Linked DNA regions of Danio rerio: region 2 is linked to region 1. Evidence: chromatin contacts called from public Hi-C data. All regions are on one chromosome and are shown on one strand. The core of a region is the stretch at or near the end of the contact, and the rest is flanking DNA. Distances in the headings are between cores, read along the strand shown. Region 1 overlaps magi1b (membrane associated guanylate kinase, WW and PDZ domain containing 1b). Region 2 holds the start of rhol (rhodopsin, like).

What was found. Hi-C and Micro-C count contacts between places; a contact is called where the count stands out from the background.
Region 2: a contact with region 1 is called in a Hi-C map of hematopoietic stem cells, with 3 times the contacts expected there. The contact joins the promoter of rhol here to the enhancer-like site in region 1. A contact is called at or near these places in 4 of 18 Hi-C or Micro-C datasets (caudal fin, embryo, hematopoietic stem cells and 1 more) and 1 of 4 datasets of contacts at active chromatin or transcription factors (caudal fin).

What each region holds. Positions count from the first base shown.
Region 1 is chr11:21,117,272-21,123,516 of GRCz12tu, reverse strand. magi1b (membrane associated guanylate kinase, WW and PDZ domain containing 1b) reads right to left here. Exons shown (of 22, transcript NM_001007063.2): 5 at 5,905-6,121; 6 at 3,461-3,543; 7 at 1,510-1,545. Among named protein-coding and RNA genes, the nearest start is that of rhol, 70 kb to the left of the region's middle. Within about 2 kb of position 2,471, at least 3 of the 62 cell types and tissues checked have an H3K27ac peak or open chromatin away from gene starts, as enhancers often do.
Region 2 is chr11:21,187,623-21,193,867 of GRCz12tu, reverse strand. It overlaps rhol (rhodopsin, like), which reads left to right and starts at 3,751. Exons shown (of 1, transcript NM_001110031.1): 1 at 3,751-6,066. The coding sequence starts at 3,770. The coding sequence ends at 4,837.

The DNA of each region.
Region 1 (6,245 bases), core at 1,222-3,721:
CACTCAATTCATTTGGATTCATTTTTGTTCGAAGTTTCAGAGTTTTTCAGAGTTTTCAGTGTGCAGAATATCAGCATAGAGAATTTCACATCAGGACATATACACTGCTCAGTGCTTTATCCATTTTTCAGTGAATATAGGTAATATATATTGGTGCATTTGAACAAAACAGATTTATTTAACATATATATTTATTAAAATAGTGTTTTAGTCACATAAAATCTTTAGAAATGGAAAGACAATACATTTAAATTTATGCAAAATGCAAACATTCCAACATATTTTTGTTTCTCTTGATTTTGGGTAATTTTTCCCTATCATATAAATTTGGGCAACTAGTTTTTAACCATTATCGCATGTTTTTTTTGTTGGATATGCTCCAGATTTGGCTTCAGTACTGACAAAACTAATGTATATGCATAAATATTATATTGCAAAGCATCCTATAGAACATATTAATCTAAATGAGAGAGTTGTGAGAGGTGTACTCATAAGCTGAGAAATGTATCTCCTAAATTCCATTAAAAATATCAGCATTTGTGTTTTGGATATAAACATAAGTCTTACTGGTTTGTCACAAAAAAAGTGTGAAAAAATGACATGAAAACCAGTCAATTATCCCTTTAAAGGAATAATTCACCCAAAAAAAAAAAAACAAGAAAAGAAAATTTACTCATCCTAAATGTGGTTCCAAACCTTTACGATTGTCTTTTTTTTAATGTTAAGCACAAAAATATATATTTAGAAAAATGTTGGTAACCGGTTACAATTGGCATCCATAACAGACTATTTCAATGTGGTCGTGTCATTGCCCCATGACCATTTCCTGCTTGCTATCAAACTATTTCTTAACTGTAACAAGAGACAATTCAATCATAACTTCAAGTTAAAGCGGCTATTGTGACATTATTTATCAATATGTGGCTCTTTTTGGATTCTCGGAGGCTCAAGAAATAAAAAAATCTAAATCAGGAAATATGTTGGGACCATTACTTTAGTTTACACCCCTCAAAATGGTCTATAGAGAAACAAATATTATAGATGTCAGTGGCTACTGGATTTGAAAATACTAACAAATTTATTTTGTGTTCTTTTTAGGTGAGTAAATAATGACAGATTTGTCTTTTTTGGGTGGACTGTCCCTTTAATAAGATAACACTTCATTTTCACTTCATCAATTTAAGATAACAATTTTCATTTTTCTACTTCGAAATTGCTTGTTTAATTCTATGCATTTTTTTGCCATTAAATTTATAAACAATTTCAAAATGAAAAATGATTCTACATCTACAAAGCGTGGCATTGCACGTGCACTGTGGGTAGACGTTTCCTTCTGCGCTGATCTGGGATCAATTGTGGGCTCTGTTTTCATAATTAAATCCAGTATTTCAGAGAAAACATCTGGTCCCAAAGCAGCACAGAAGGATCGGTCTACACTCAAAAAAATAAAAAACATGTAGGCTGGGTTTACAAGTTAAAAAAAAGTTTCCCAGTGGGATTGTGGCCTACCTAGTTCATTGTCCAGCTCCTCTGTATGGACCCCTTCTTCTCATCAGGGAATAAAAGGGGCAGGTGCACGCAAGCAGGACCAGAGAAAAAGAGGAAGGGTGGCAGAGAGGCAGAGAGGGTTAGTTGTTGATCAGAAGCAAAATAAAAGCTTGAAGCCCTTTAATTATCCCAAAAAACTACAAAAAATAGAGTGGAAATCACTTTTAGATCAAATCTATTATTTAGTAGGGCTGTAGCGACCCATTACAGAAGGATTTTACAGTAAAATTATTTCAGAATATTTCATACATATCTGTACTGGAAAACAGTGCATCATGTTTATGGATTCTCATTGACTTTATTTTAGTTTAGACATGTATTGCTGCAACACATAATAATAAACCTTGAAAATGTAAATAATCAATATAAAATGGAAATGAAATTAAATTGCTTACTAAAATAAGCCTTTTTAGAATAAACTTAAATTCATAACATATAATTATATTTTATATTATAAATACTATTAGTATCAATTAACATTTTATATTAATTTATTATGATATACAGTAATACATAACTATATGATTTATTATATATATATATATATATATATATATATATATATATATATATATATATATATATATATATATATATATATATATATATATATATATATATATGTATTTTTTATATAAGTGTCTGTGTTGGAAGAATTGTGAAATGAATGCTTTGTTAAACCCCTAAAAAAGTGCCCTTAATTAAAAGAAAAAGAAATTATCTGAGTTAAGCCTTTGTTAATACAGAATTATTAAGTGAGATCTGAGCAAATACACTCATATTCAGCACAACCCACCACAGGAAAATCAGCTACAGAGCTTTATTATTTGTTTTGTGTGAGGAGATTGGGTTTAATCCAGACCCTCCTTGCAGCATTACAGCAGCTGCCTCAGTCATTTAGTCACAGGGTGAGTGTCTGCTAAACATTTGAAAGCTCAAGAGCGCCATCTACAGACCATCAAGAGATTACAGTAGATGTGGCTTTTACATCGTCTGATCTACGAATTGCAGCTAGGCCTACATCAATTAAATGATTAAATTAAGTGTGAGATATGTTTCCTTGCATTGCATTACATTCAGATAAGGCTAGGATGGGGAATAAGTCTTAATAACAGATTAAAATATATATTTTTTCGATTAAGAAAAGGTACTGTCAGTCTTTTTTCAGCTTAATGGAAAGAGAATATCTGAAAATCAACTTTAAGCGGTTCTTTTATTGCACTTGATGTAGATTTCAATCCCAACACATATACTCTTTTAATACTCTTTTATTAAAATATTTTTTTCTTCTGTACTAAACAATAAATCTCCAGTTTAGCAGCTCGTACACAAACTTTACGTTTCTTATTCATATCTATATTTTGAAGCTTTTTATGGGGGGGGGGGGGGGAGTTGTTTATACATCATTTGCGAAATAATTTTTCTATATAATTTTATTCAACATTTTTTAATATTCTGTTTAAAAAAAATTTCGTTTTTTTTCCGTTTTTTATTTTTTTTTGGTTTAAAAATGCAAATCAGATGCATACTAATTAAATCAATGCCTCATTTGCATATTTTTAGAATCTTGCAATCACGAAACAATAGGAAGTTAATCCACTGAGGACGTATGGTGATAAAAATTACCTATTTTCCCCCTTTTTCCCCTGCAGTGTCTTGCCTTTCTTTAACTGATTACTAGATTTATTATAAAAATAATCAGTATTTGCAACCCCATTTTAATGTCTGAAATGGAATTCACAATCGTGACATAGTGATATTATGTCAAACTTACAACATTAAAACCTATAAATGCACAAAGCCACACATGCACAAACATGCTTTAAGAATGCGTATAATAATAACAACAGTATAATAATAGTAATAACCATGAAATTGATATTTGCACAAAAAGACAGAAACTTTTGCATACCATCATCTTCACATTCCTCCAGGGGTTTCTGAGGTTTGTCCAGGCATCGAGGGTCGATCCAGGATGTTGTCTTTGTGTTGTGGCTGAGAATAGAAGCAGAAAGCAGACGGTAAGGTATTGTTGACTGCTCACAACAACATCCTGCACCCCAGCAGACAGGAAAACATACGTATACTAAAGGCACCGCCAGGTTTGATATTTCCTGACCTGATATCTAAATAACTGCCTTTTCTGAAGCTAAAATAGGAAACATAGAACTATTTATAGTGCAAACTGTGTTCATTCAAAATATCTAAATATACTGAAAGTGGTGCTGAGAATAATTTGGGAACAGTTTGGGACACTTTACTCACGCTTAGAAATCCATGAATTTTATTAGATTAGAATCAAAAAATCAAACCAAGTTACATCTGCAATGATCTTAGAACTTCCCTCCTATTTAATTTCACTTCTGTGTGGCGCTTCACAGGAGTCACTCTTTTGAGAAATTATTAAAGCTATTTATTTTAAGTTACTGTTTGAAAATATTAAAAATGTAAGTGCCGTAATTCAAATACATAAGTAACAATGAAAAACTCACTATATATTAATCCTGAAGACCTAAAGATATTTTCAGAAGACTGTTGTGATACGTTTAACGCTCATCAGTTACTTAAATCCTTAAAAATGTATAATATTTAGATAAAAAAATGTATGTACATGTATATGTATTCACAAATTTATTATATCACCATTGCATCAGATTACAAAAAATAATAATTACCGCTTGTGCAAGGTTTTTTTAATGCAGCATCTATGGACAGGAAAGTAAATGTGACATTTGTCTCTCTTTTGGCTGCTGTTATCAGTCTCTCACAATTTTGTCTATACTAAGAAAGTCTTTTAACACCATTGTGGATTTTTTTTTCTTTTATTATTTCAGCAAATAGGTTTGTAAAAAAAATATTTGCCGTCTCCCATTCACTGTGCTAAGTTTACCCAACTATGACAACTTCCGCTACTGAGAAACCTGGAAATGTGAAAAGGGTCCGTCCATTATATTGATTGCTATATTTGAGCGATTTTTTTGCCATGCCTTTTAGCAATAATTAATCAATAAAATAACAATACTATTTCATATTTTGGTATTTAATTCTTACATTAACAAAACAAACACAAAACAAGACAAAACAAAAGAAAAAAAAAGCTAAACAAAACACAACTTCTAACAAAACAAAACAAAACAAAACAAAACAAAATCATCAAAATTATCAAATAGCTGACACAATCAATAACACTAATAAAATTAAAGCCAATACTTCAAAATAACATTATGCGTCTAGAATACATGATTATCAAACGCCTGTTATTTTTTGCCATACATTTGAGACGTTTTTGCCATTTCTCAATAATTTGAAGCCAATTACCCACAACATTATTTGAATTTCTATTTATTTTAAAATTGATTTTACTACCTTTAATGTTTCATTGTGCAAAAACGAAAAAAAAAACTTCTTATTTATCAAATAGCTGAAATCATCATTAACATTAAAAAATTTAAAAAGCTACTACTTAAAAATATTTTATTATATGACCAGTTTACATAATTATCAAATGCCTGTTATTGTTTGCCATACATTTGAGCCATTTTTGTTTATTTTATCAATAATTTGAAGCCAATTACCCGTTACATTATTTAAATTTGAATTTATTTTAAAATTGATTTTACTTCCATTGATGTTTCATTGTGCCAAAACAAAACAAAAAACTTCTTAATTATCAAATAGCTGAAACAAAAAAACTAAACTACATAAAAGACACAAAAAAAACCAAGACAAAAAAATTCTCAATTATCAAATAGCTGAAACAATCAACAACATTAACAAAATTACAAAGCCACAAGACAAAAAACAAAACAAAACAAAAAACTAAACTAAATAAAAAAAATAAAATAAAAAAAGACAAAAAACTTCTCAATTATCAAATAGCTGAAACAGTCAACAACATTAACAAAGTTAAAAAGCCACTACTTTCAAAATAACAATATTATGCGTCCGATTTACATAATTATCAAATGCCTGATAGTATTTGTCTTACATTTGAGCCGTAATTGAATTTTTTATTTGTTTTAAAATTGATTTGACTTCCTTTGATGTTTTATTGTGCCAAAGCAAAGCAAAAAAAAAAAAAACATTATTATTATTAATTAGCTGAAACTGTCAATAATAATAAAAAATAATAATAAAAAGCCACTACATGAATATTATGTGTTCAGTTTTTATAAATATGAAATGCCTGTTATTGTTTGTCATACATTTGAGCCATTTTTGCTATTTTTTCATCAATAGTTGGAAGCCAATTAATTTATTTATCGGTCATCCACACATTCCCAAATTGTCCAGTGTCCAAAAACACTAACAGTAAATAGTTTGAATAAAATAACAATAAATTAATCATCTTCTTACTCTATAAAGTAGACCTCTCCATTCTCCGTGTACGCCATCTCCCAGTTTTCAGGCAGAGGGCCCAGTGGGTCCTCCTCCGTTGGGTAGGCGGGGTGTGTGTGTGTGTTCTGAGAGCTCTCCGTGGTTGACGCCGAGGTGTTGTTGAGCCCGTAGGGTTGAAGTTGGTCGCGGGCGAAGGGCCTCACGGAGGGGTGATCGTCCGGTTCGCTCGAGTCTCCTGCAATGCACACAAGCGTAGACCCTCTCAGTTCAACATCCAGCAAAAAACTGCATCCCCAATCAATCTACCAAAGAACCTCCCTCTTTCTCACTTCCTGTGAACTCTGGAGTGATCGAATCCC
Region 2 (6,245 bases), core at 2,502-5,001, 69 kb before region 1:
AACTAAAGTATATATTTGGATTATAGTAATATCACATTTATCTTAAATAACATGCCTGCATAGCTTTTTTGGTGTGAACATGCAATTCTTGTACAGTATATGCATTGGAAATGTCAAAAAAGAATGACTAGCGTTCATTCATTCATTTTTTCATTCATTCATTTTCTTGTCGGCTTAGCCCCTTTATTAATCTGGGGTCGCCACAGCGGAATGAACCGCCAACTTAACCAGCACGTTTTTACTCAGCGGATGCCCCTCTAGCCACAACCCATCTCTGGGAAACATCCAAACACACACACTCATACACTACGGACAATTTAGCCTACCCAATTCACCTGAACCGCATGTCTTTGGACTGTGGGGGAAACCGGAGCACTCAGAGGAAACCTACGCAAACGCAGGGAGAACATGCAAAATCCACACAGAAACGCCAACTGAGCCGAGGTTCGAACCAGCGACCTTCTTGCTGTGAGGCGACAGCACTACCTACTGCGCCAAAAAACACATCTATAAATAACTACATCTGTATTAGCTTTTAGCAGATGATGGCAATAGAAAAAGTGACTCGCCCAAACATGAAACGTTTTTTTCCTTTCTAAAACTTCTACAGGTAGACAGGTCTGACTGGCAATACATTTAGGCCTCCACACTGTATTGTGTGACTAAAACAGTCTCTTTAACTCTCACAAATTAAGAGATTTCAAATTCATGATGACTGACATTGGTACTGGTTAACATATATCACAGCCTTTTTTTTTTTTTTGAGACATATAAGATCAATGTAGGTGTTATTCAAGCATTAACTGAAAGAAAATACAGAAAAAAATGTTTTCAGGTTTGTTAAATATTGCTATTTTGAATATCCTAAAAAAAAAAAAAAAACACCTCATGCGAGTGTAACCTTTTGTAATATATGACTTTTATTTTGCATATTTTTTCAATTTGCAATTTTAGTTTGGTATCACAGCCAATGATGCCATAAATTAATAATTTTGGCGTCCACAAGGGACCTTTCACTGTACAGTTTTTAAACCCCTTTATTATTTACTCAGTGTGAAGCTTTTGAATAATTGTTTTTTTATTATAAAGAAACTTTTGCGGAATTGAAAGGTTCCATTGCTGGTTAAGGTTCTTCATGGAGTCTTAAATGGCAATAACAAAAACTTTCTTTTTAAGAGTGTCCGTGCAAAAGCACAACAACTGAAATGCATTACTATAACACCAGCATCTATCACAAACACAAAGTACACCAGAACTATCTATCAAGCTTACCACTTTCATAAAATATTCAACTTACCATCTACTCCCATTGCCTCAGCAATTCTTTGCCACAATGATGTTTCTGTAGTTGTGTGACGTTTATCAAAAAGTTCTGTTCTCAGACAGCAAAGGCAACAAACACATGACAATCATTCTTTTCCAGAATTGTCTTCCTGTTCTGCGACACCACAAACTTTAAAATATACTGAGTGTGAAAGTTAGTAAGTCACAAATGACACACAATACACTGAAGCCTACAATTATATCCAAGCAATTTTGGTCACCCCTAAGTTCTCATATATTTGATTCTGTCAATGCTGTGAGTTGCTGTAGTCTAAAAAGACATTATTTTTTATAATAATAATCCAAAAGATAACCCCCTGGAACACATTAGACTCTTTTTTTTTATCTTATATGGCACATTTTTCATTCACAAAGAGAAATTGGCAAATAATTACCCATCCTTTGCTCATTTTAGAATAGAATTTAACTCCCTCCTTAAATCCCTTCATCTTATTAAGAATAAAAAAAACAAGGATTGCTGAAATATTATACAGACGTATTTAAAGAAGATCCTTGATTTTATCTGTTTTACTTGTGGTTATTCGTTTAAGTGCCATTGTAATTTCATTAATTTGTTTGTTTAATTTAGTCATTTTAGTATTATTTTTATCAATACTATGATTATTGTTATTTTTATTTTTCCCTTTCTGTCTAATGCTATACTATTTGTATTTGTATGTGTCACTTACGTTGGAGAATTTTGGTTGCAAAATCTGAAATAAAAACAGCAATCAAACCTTAGTGCTGATAGCTCCTCTCCTTCTGCCACATGAGCAAAGCTGCAACTGTTGAGTGAATGAATCTGTTTATCGAGACAAAAGGGATTCTGTTCATAGGTTGAATAGATGCATCATCTGGTTTTTTAATGTGCACTTATTATTGTAGAATTTTCGTTATGAATGCACTACATATCCTACAAAATAGCATAGACTTTAGTGCATATGTGATATGATACACACCTTTCTTTCTTTGTTTATCTTTTTTTGTTGTTGTTAACATGGGTCATACCTGTTGTGAAATGATCCAATGGAAAGCGATTGTTTAGGGCATCACACATTCATGCTGTTTAATAGTTCTCAGTGTGAAAGGACCTTTAAATGACATTACTAAAGTAAAAAAAAACACACATTCCTCTAATATGTTTATAAAAACACAATTTAAACAATTCTCACCTGTAAAGGTCATCCTGCTTCTTCTGAAATTTGATCTCAGTGTGAACTGGAAGTTCATGCAGACTGTTATTTTAGTATGATAACATTTTAAACTGGATATTAAGGGGTGGGGGGGTGGATTGGGTGGAACTGGATATAATCGGCAGGGGGTTGGGGGTGTAGGCAAGATCTGAGAACCGGGGGTGTTGTTTGCGATGTTAGTGATAACCGGGAGACTGTTGTTGGACACCGTGGCAAAATAGATGAGGACCGAGGTGGGACTGTTGTTGGAGACTATTCCAGAAAAGAATGTAGGGGTGGAATTATGGGAGTTTTCCAGGACAAATAACAAAACGGTAAGGTAAGGGTAGATGAGTATGACATACTGGAGTGTTGGCAGGTATGCAGATTTCATGTCATCAAACTGATGTCATTAGAGTTGGGCTGCCAATCAACCACTGTGAATGGTTTGATTTTGATAAAAGATATTACTAAAACAATTTTTTTTTTAATAAATTAACTTGCATGGATTAATTGTTCACCTTAAGACTATCAATGTATGCTAGCAAAGCAGACATTGTACATTTTCATTTCATGCAGACTTTAAATCTCAGCAGTTTTTACAACCAGAGGCTGTGCAACGAAGAGGTATCTTGGAAAACTCATTGATTTTTCTACTGCGAGTGATGACAAGTCAACATGCTGGAAATGAATGTGGCATCTACTCACACATACAGTATCTACGATAAACAGTACGTCAAAGCCTTTCAGGTTCAAATAAGGGTCAAGGCTAGAGACAAACACAAATGAACAACATATAAAGCTGTATGAAACACAAATCAAATCAAAAGATGATGAACAACAGTGCTCAGCATGAAGCAAGACCACATATCACATTTTTTCATGAACACTTATTTTGTTATGAAAATATACACACTAACTGAGTCTTTATACTTAAAAATGTCTGTATTCGTTCATGTACTCTTTTAGTTGACTATAATAGCCTATATTCTGTTAAAACATGAAACTGTAGAGGTGTTGGACTATAAACAAAAATTTATTGCTCCATCCACCAACTGACCTGTCTAACCCAATTGATGTAGACAGACTCAATCCACATGACCCGATCACACTATGAGCACCTCTGTGGACTCAGAGATTATCATAAGCATAGCCTAAACCATATTATGCTGAGGGGTCAAAATATACTAATCTATAATCTGTCCTGTAAAGGCATCAAAACAGACTGTGCTCAACTTTCCCATACCAAAGCCACCTACAGCAAACCAGCAACCATGAACGGCACAGAGGGACCAGACTTTTACGTTCCCATGTCGAATGAGAGTGGCGTGGTGCGCAGCCCTTATGAATACCCACAATACTACTTGGCATCTCCGTTTGCGTTCTACTGCATGGCCGCGTACATGCTGTTCCTCATCGTGACCTGCGTTCCTGTCAACGGTCTCACTTTGTACGTAACCATCGAAAACAAGAAGCTCCGGACGCCTCTGAACTATATCCTTCTGAATTTAGCGGTGGCTGACTTGTTTATGGTGTTCGGTGGATTTACAACGACCTTCTACACCTCCATGCATGGATACTTTGTCCTGGGACGGGCTGGTTGCAACTTAGAGGGTCTTTTTGCAACCGTTGGCGGTGAGATTGCACTTTGGTCTTTGGTTGTTCTGGCTGTTGAGAGATGGGTAGTCGTTTGCAAGCCTTTCACCAAATTTCGCTTCTCACAACTTCATGCTACCTTAGGAGTGGCTTTTTCTTGGTCGATGGCCTGTTCGTGTGCCATTCCTCCACTCCTAGGATGGTCCCGGTACATCCCCGAAGGCTTGCAGTGCTCTTGCGGAGTGGACTACTATACGCCGAATCCTGAGACTGAGAACGAGTCGTTTGTCATCTATATGTTCGTGGTTCATTTCTCAATCCCTCTCACCATCATTTCTTTCTGCTATGGGCGCCTGCTTTGCACTGTGAAGGTTGCAGCTGCCCAGCAGCAAGAATCAGAAACTACACAAAGGGCTGAGCGCGAAGTGACCCGAATGGTGATCCTCATGGTCATCGCATTTTTAATATGTTGGCTCCCCTATGCCAGCGTGGCCTGGTACATCTTCACCCACCAGGGGAGTCAATTCGGCCCTGTTTTTATGACGGTCCCGGCTTTTTTTGCCAAGAGCTCAGCTCTCTACAACCCGCTCATTTACGTCTTCATGAATAAGCAGTTTCGACACTCCATGATGATGACGGTGTGTTGTGGAAAGGATCCGTTCCAAGATGAGGAGGAAGGAAGCTCCAGCTCTAAGTCTAAGACTGAGACCTCGTCCGTCTCCTCTAGCTCAGCTTCTTCTGCCTGAGGCTCAGGCTCTGGGCTATTTGTGGAAAACACAACTCCACTGCCTGCAGATTATGACAGGACTTATGGAAGATTCTGAAATGAAAGATGGAGTTGTATAGATATGTTTCAAAAAATATTTTAAATATTATGTGCAATTACTATAATTGTTCTAATAATATATCAAGAATATTAGTTTATTATAAAAATGTGTGATTTTATATTTACATATTTTCTTTTACTTATGGTAACACTTTAGAATAATGCCCCATTAGTTCATGTATTTACTAACATGACCTAAGTGCCAATAATAACCTTGTTCACTAACTAATGCATTATTAAAACAAAAGTTGTCCTTGTTAACATTAGTTAATGCACCATGAGTTCATATAAACTAATGTAAGTTAAAATAAATGACACTAAATAACGTTAAGGCGGTTCATTCCGCTGTGGCCACCCCTGGTTTATGAGGGAATAAGCAGAAAAGAAAAAAGATTAAATAACGCTAACAAAGATGAATAAATAACCATAATAAACATATATCTAATAGTTTGTTCATGTTAGTAAATACATTAACTAACATTAACTATGGACCATTATTTTAAAGTGTTACTGAATATACAAACAGTATAAGATTCGTAAGACATATAAGATAAGATTTTATTTATTTTTCTATTTTGAAAGAAATACAGCAAGCATGTATTCATTTGATCAATTGCAATGGTCAAAATATTGTTATTCGACTTACAGTAGTTGTCAAATATAGGATTATCTTTGCTATTTATTGAAACGTGGCTGTTATGTGGATGCTTTTTTAAGCAGTGTAATTTGAACATGCATTTTAGTTGTTTCGTATAAATTAATGCAAGGAAACAGGCTTATTAAGAACTGTGTAGGAGAAGTTTTGCTAATCACTTTACAGTGGGCAATTAAGGAAATGCTGTTTACTGATTTTATTCCAAGTTAATGTATATTTTAGTTGCTGTGAGATGCTGGATTTTGTAGTGAAGTGAAATACAACACATTTTACCAATCAACTGCAGTGAGAATTGTTTTCAAAATCGGTGATGACAACAACAACAACAACAACAACAACAACAACAACAACAACAACAACAATAATAATAATAATAATAATAATAATTATTATAATTTTTCTTGAGCAACAACTCAGAATATTAAAAGGATAAAGACTGAGGTAATGGCTGTTAAGCTTTGCTATTTCAAGAATAAAAGGCATTTTTAAATGTATCATAATGCATTATTTAAAATATTTAAAATATATTTCATAAAATATTTCCATGTATCAGTGTTTGCTACATTTTTATCATATATCCTATGATTTGCTTAATTTATTTAGAACAAATGAATTTTAGCGTAATGAGAAACAAGTATAGCCCTCAACTCCATTAGATTCACAAGTTTCATTG